2 separate regions of the Hordeum vulgare genome follow, and region 1 is linked to region 2. A link is a contact called in public Hi-C data. All regions are on one chromosome and are shown on one strand. Each heading gives the region's core, a stretch centred on a gene start, on an enhancer-like site or on the middle of the called end of the contact. The rest is flanking DNA. Distances are from core to core; before and after follow the strand shown. Region 1 has its middle 37 kb from the start of LOC123441003. Region 2 holds the start of LOC123441003.

Evidence for each region. A called contact is a pair of places that touch in the nucleus more often than the background predicts.
Region 1: a Hi-C map of leaf shows a contact between it and region 2, with 3 times the contacts expected there. The contact joins the enhancer-like site here to the promoter of LOC123441003 in region 2. A contact is called at or near these places in 3 of 6 Hi-C or Micro-C datasets (leaf and seedling).

The regions. Positions count from the first base shown.
Region 1 is chr3H:601,727,510-601,730,471 of MorexV3_pseudomolecules_assembly, reverse strand. No RefSeq gene overlaps it. Among protein-coding and RNA genes, the nearest start is that of LOC123441003, 37 kb to the right of the region's middle. Within about 2 kb of position 1,566, at least 3 of the 3 cell types and tissues checked have open chromatin away from gene starts, as enhancers often do. A contact at or near this core is called in leaf and seedling, where this site is marked.
Region 2 is chr3H:601,690,181-601,693,267 of MorexV3_pseudomolecules_assembly, reverse strand. LOC123441003 reads right to left here and starts at 1,385. Exons shown (of 2, transcript XM_045117535.1): 1 at 1,270-1,385; 2 at 1-1,156. The coding sequence starts at 1,282.

The DNA of each region.
Region 1 (2,962 bases), core at 317-2,816, 37 kb before region 2:
CAGGACAGTCCACATGCAAGAAGGAGAGAGAGATATATGTGCAGGCCAGGATAAATCTGCTAAGCCCATGATAGAATCGGTGTTGATCTGTTTTTTTCATACACACATGTGTCCAAGGGAGGTTCTATTGGGCAAATCCTATTTGATGTTGCAGACACCGGTTGAAGTGGATGTTTCTTAACTGGCACCTGCAGGATTCGATCATGGGCCGGCCCAGCAGTAGGGAGGTTTTTTGGGTTTTGTGAAGTTTCAGGAAGCTTCCTAGATGGGTTTTTCGGGACTGGTTTTTCTTCAGTTTTCTATTTTTCCATTTGTCTTTTCTTTACTGTTTTTTATTACCTTTTTCATTTTTACTTTATTTCTAATATAATTTTTCATTTTATCAAAAAACACACATATTTTTATTCACCTTTTTTCAAGAAAACATTTTTCTAAATCAATGAACCTTTTTAACATTTTACAATTGTTTATTAAAATTCTATGAACATTTTCGAATATCGATGAACTTTTTTGAATTTTTGATGAACTATTTTCAAAATTGATGAATTGTTTTTTAAATGGATAAACATTTTTCAAAAATGATGAATTTTTTAAATATTTGTGAATTTGTTTTCAATTCAACGAACTTTTTAAAAGTTTTTTTCCATTCCATGAACAAATTATGAAACTCTGCAAACTTTTTAAAAAAAATTCAACATTTTTTTAGATTACAGTGAATTTTTACAAATTGATGAACTTTTTTTTTCTCAAAATTTGTGAACCGTGTTTCGCTTTTATGAACTTTTTTTGTTAATTTGTTTTGTTTTTCTGTAATAAAATCCGTCCTGTAACTGGACCGGCCCATTTTGGAATAAAAGTTCTCCAATGCGCATTTCTTTATCTTTTCTATTTTTCCTGTTCTTTGTTATTTTTATATTTATTTCTTTTCCTTACATGTATGATTTTAAATTGATGAACTTTTTCTTTGAATCGATGAACATTGTTTTTAAAAAATCCATGAACTTTTATTCCAAATCGGTGCACTTTTCTTAAAAGTATTAAACTTTTTAAAAAATTGATGTGTTTTTCAAAATCGATGAACTTCTTCAATTTTGATGAACTTTTTGAAGATAGATGAATTTGTTTTCTAATTCCATATACTTTTTTCAATACTCAAACATTTTTTAGATTTAATGAGCTTTTATGTGAAAATTGATGAACGCTTTTTCAAATTCATGAACTTTTCTTGAAAATTGACGAACCTTTTTTCAAAATATATGAACCTATTCAAATTCCTGATTTTTTTGTTTCAATAATTCAAAAACATACACCAATACAGTTTTGTGCAATAAAATAGTGCGGTGACATTTTTATTACGCGTTTGGTGCTGGTACCTATCACTAATGGCCGGTAGGTCAAGTGGTCAGTACAACACGTAAGTTAGTATAACATTGCGAGTTCAAAACATGGAGAGAGCTTTTATTTTTGCGGCGCTGTTACCATAATATCAATTTTGACGCTGTGGTGTTTTGTTGGCTGGCCCAACTGGGCGCTGTAGTAGGCGCCAAGGAGGATTTCTGGCGCCTGAACCAGGGGAGCTCCTAGTCGGTGTCTTAAGCGCCGGCTAGGAGAAGCAGCACCACACGCCCTGCAAAATGGGCCGGTCCAATTACATGACGAATTTTATTACAGAAAATACAAAACAAATTAACAAATAAAGTTCATAAAAGCGAAACATGGTTCACAAATTTTGAGAAAGAAAAAGTTCATCAATTTGTAAAAATTCACTGTAATCTAAAAAAATGTTCACAAACTTTTAAAAAGTTCGCAGAGTTTTAAAATATGTTCATGGATTGGAAAAAACATTTAAAAAGTTCGTTGAATTGGAAAAAATTTCACAAATATTTAAAAATTTCATCATTTTTGAAAAATGTTTATCCATTTAAAATACAATTCATCAAATTGTCCTCGGTCCACTAACAAAGGGTTTTCAGGTCAAACTTCTAGTTTGATTCATTATTTTTTGGGAAAAGATTCTCATCACCCGACGGATCCCACGAAACGTCCACTGTCTTCCCTGTGTGCCACGTACCCACGTGAGCCTGCACCACCTCTCACATTTTTTTCTTATTGCAAATTTTGCAACTGAGGTGTGGTTGCAGGAATTACGTTTGTAAAAAGAGTTTTGTTGAAAGAAAGAGAACAAATTTTGCAACTGAGATCTTGCTGTAGTAATTATGTTTGCAACAAGAGTCTTGTTGGAGGAAGAAGGAGAACAAGTTCTGCAACTGGGATCTTGTCACATGAATAAACTTTGCAACAAGGCGCTTGTGGTAGGAAAATAGAAAGGGGAATAGACGAGATCTTGTTGCGGGAATTATATTTGCAACAAAAGTCTTGTTGCATGAAAAAAGAGAACACGTTTTTCAACTAGGAGCTTGTTGCAGGAACGAGCTTTGGAACAAGGCGCTTGTGGCAGGAAAATAGAAAAAGTAACGGACAACCCGCTTCATACAATAGACGACGTGTGAGGCCCCTTAGTTTTTTGGCGATTATTTGTTACTATAGGATAAATATGGTATGTCATGAATATATTGTAGGCGTATATATTTCAGTCCTGGAATATAACGATTAAAAACAAACAATTTTACATTAATATTTGTTCCGATGCTTGTAGAACCATTTTTACATGGTATGTTTAATGTGAAAATGGAATAGATTGCTTAATGAACTCTATATAAATATCAACATCTAAATATACAATGCTTTCATTGTTGCATGTCATACCTGAATTTACATCTCATCTCACCACCGACATCTTTATGACCAACTAACAGATATCTCATGGTACTCATGGAAGGAGGATGCACGAGTGGTATGGCTGGATGCTATGCTTTTGTTTGTGTGTCGGGGGGGGGGGGGGGGGGGGCAATTTTGATGCTAATTTTTGTTCATCACATATGTACTTTCTCCATTTTAATCA
Region 2 (3,087 bases), core at 136-2,635:
AGCCGCCATGTCTCGGCGTCGATGTCGAGGACGGGGACCTCCAGCGTGCCACCGCCGCTGCTCAGCTTCACGTCGAGGATGCAACGTGGTGCGAGCATCACCCCGGTTCTTGAACACCATGTCTGGCTCATCTCTCGACGCTTGAAAACCACCCCGGCGAAGTAGTAATCCGTCGCTGAGCGCCACCGGCGCACGGTCCCGCTGACTGGTGCAGCAGGAGAGATGGACCGTGCAGGCTTCAAGTACATGTGAAGAAGATGGAGAAGATTACCTGGCACCGTCGGCTCCGATGCCGACGCGGCCATTTCGTACTTTTGTGCCCTCATAAGATTGAGAGCATACTTGGCAGCCTCTGTAATCACGCCATTGTTACCTTCCAAACCCGTCAGATCCCCAATCTTCCCAAGGACAAAAAAAGGTATCTGGTTCTCTGCAAGGTAGAACACATCGCGGAGCACGGTCAGCGCCTCGACCTCGACCCTCCTCTCTGACACGTCGCCTACGTCTGCATTTGCAGTCCTCGGCGCCTCCGCCCCGTTCGCTGCTGAAAGGACGCCTGCATCTGCATTTGCAGTCCTCGGCGACTCCGCCACGTTCGCTGCTGAAAGGACTCCTGCATTTGTAGTCGCCGGCGCCTCGGCCCCGTTCGCTGCCAGGACGCCTGCATTTGCAGTCCCCGACGCAGCATCGTCCATGGGTTGTGAACGGGGTTGGAGGTCGACCAGGCAGGAGAGTATGTAGCAGCCGTCGAGGAGGAGCATGCGCACGAATTGCTCGCTCTTTATGTCAGGAAACGTGTTGTCGTAGCACTTCCTCACAGATTCCTCCAGGCATTTGAGCTCGTTGACGTACATGTCCACCTCCACCGGCGTCCCGGGTCTCCGAGCCCTGGCAGCCGTGAGCACCATTTTCAGGCTCATCAGCTTCTCGCGCTCCATGGCGAGGTGCCGGCGCGGGTAGTTGTACGGGCCGATGGCGAGGTGGTCAGGGTCGTACTCTTCCTTGTCGACGTTACGCGTTTGGTCGCGGACCTTGCCGACGATGATGCGGCAAGGAGGAGGGCGCCTGTCGCCGACCTGCGCCTGGGGTGAGGGCAGGGCTTCTAATTCACCTTTCAGACGATTGGTCATCTGAACCATCGTGTCTACAACGTGGCCTGCAGCAGTCGAAGTCGATCAGTCAGCAGCAGAGCATGATGAATCAACTATATTTTGAATGTAATTGATTAGCACATGACAAAATAGAATAGACGATAAGTTCTCGGGGCACCTTGGTGACCCATTTCCTTGCCAGCCAGTAGTAAAGCCAATTGGCTGCCTTACTCTGCCGCCTTGCGCTCCTGGATTTCTGCTGCCCTCTCAACGGACGATCAGTTCAGGCTTTGTTTCAGGGCTACTGGCTCGGCATCTGTATATGTAACCCTTCGTCTCCTACTTTACATCCCGTTGAGGATAAGAATAAGAGATTCATGCGCAGCCACGACATGTTAGATTACCAGGGAAGGTTTTCAAAAGATGTGATAATTGACACACTTTGCGAAAAGGAATCGACATATCTATCAGCTCGAGTCAAATCAAGCACTGAGGTGAAGATGTGTACACTCCAGTTTTTCCCGTGTCAATCTGTCAAGCATCATTCTGAAAAGAGAACGCTAGTAGGATTCCAGCTTGATAGCGCGCAAAGTTGAGTGACTACAATAAAGGAAGAATGGTTTGGCGTCGCCTGATTCCCTGCCGGCATCGCGATCAGGGCTACTAGCTACTTGGCTGCTTCTCCTTGCTTGATGTCCCATTGTTGTGGGCGCAACAGATCCTCCCGCAAATGGTGAGCATCAGCTTTAGGTCCCTGCCTCAGCAATCGTCCTCGTGAAATGATTACCATACTCTTTTTACCCAAGAGGATATTTAATTAAGAGGATGCACAGAAGCACACCCCTGCATGTTACTACGAAAATTAATTGCAATGTACGTATTTCAGTGATATGATTGACGGCATACGTTTTGCTAGCGTTGATACAAGGAATGACAAGTTCAAGATGAGGCACAACTTCAGTATTGAGATATATATACCAACAGACTACCACATTGATATCAAAGACATATTTAGGCTTGAACATTAGAGGACTTCGATGGCTCCTATGGTAGTCGCCCTGATCGACGAGGAGTACGCTGATATGAATATCAAATTACCCTCGGTTCAGCACAAAAAGTGGGAGAGGACCCCATTTGACGGTATCAACATTGAGTATGCAGCAAAAGATGCATACGTTGCATACGAGTTTTACCGCGGGATTCGAATTATGAACTATGGCGAGCGTCACCTCGTACTCAAGCACCACCACCACCACTACCAATTTGGGGATATTCTGATTCAGATGAGTAGTGCTCACAACGTGTATTATGAACAATTCTATCTCTAGCAATTATTATGTACTGCCTTGACGAGTATTTTATATTTATGTCCCTGTGTAAATATGATGTGAGTATTTTGTATTTATGTCTTTGTGTAAATATAAGGGTTTTTTGTATTCTTACCTCATTCAGTATTTTGTATTCTCACCTTATATGCTATTTTCCATGCACTAAATGATTTTTTTTAGCTAAATGGCCTTGAAATTGAAAAGCCCTACAAATCAACTTGGAAAAGGCTGAAACTTGGAATGGTATCATCATTTCACCCACATGACATGTGCTAAAAAATTGGAAGGGTTACGGTAAAAACATGATGCACTTCGTGTGTACAAACTGGACTATCTCTTTCGAAGTATCAGGGTTCCGGACGAATACTCATCTCTTTCAAAGTCAATTCATTTTTTAATCTTATTTCAACTCCACACTTTTTATTCCCTCAATATGCATAATTCAAAGACCCCTCATAAATTTTAAACCCTTTCTCACCTCATTTGCCATTTTCCATACATTAAATGATTTTTTGAGCTAAATGACCCTAAATTGAAAAGCGTTACAAATCAACTCAGAAAAGGCTGAAACTTGGCATGGTATCTTCATTTCACCCATATTGCATGTGCTAAAATGTTGCAAGGGTTACGGGAAATCAGGATGCACTTTGTATATAAACTGGACTATC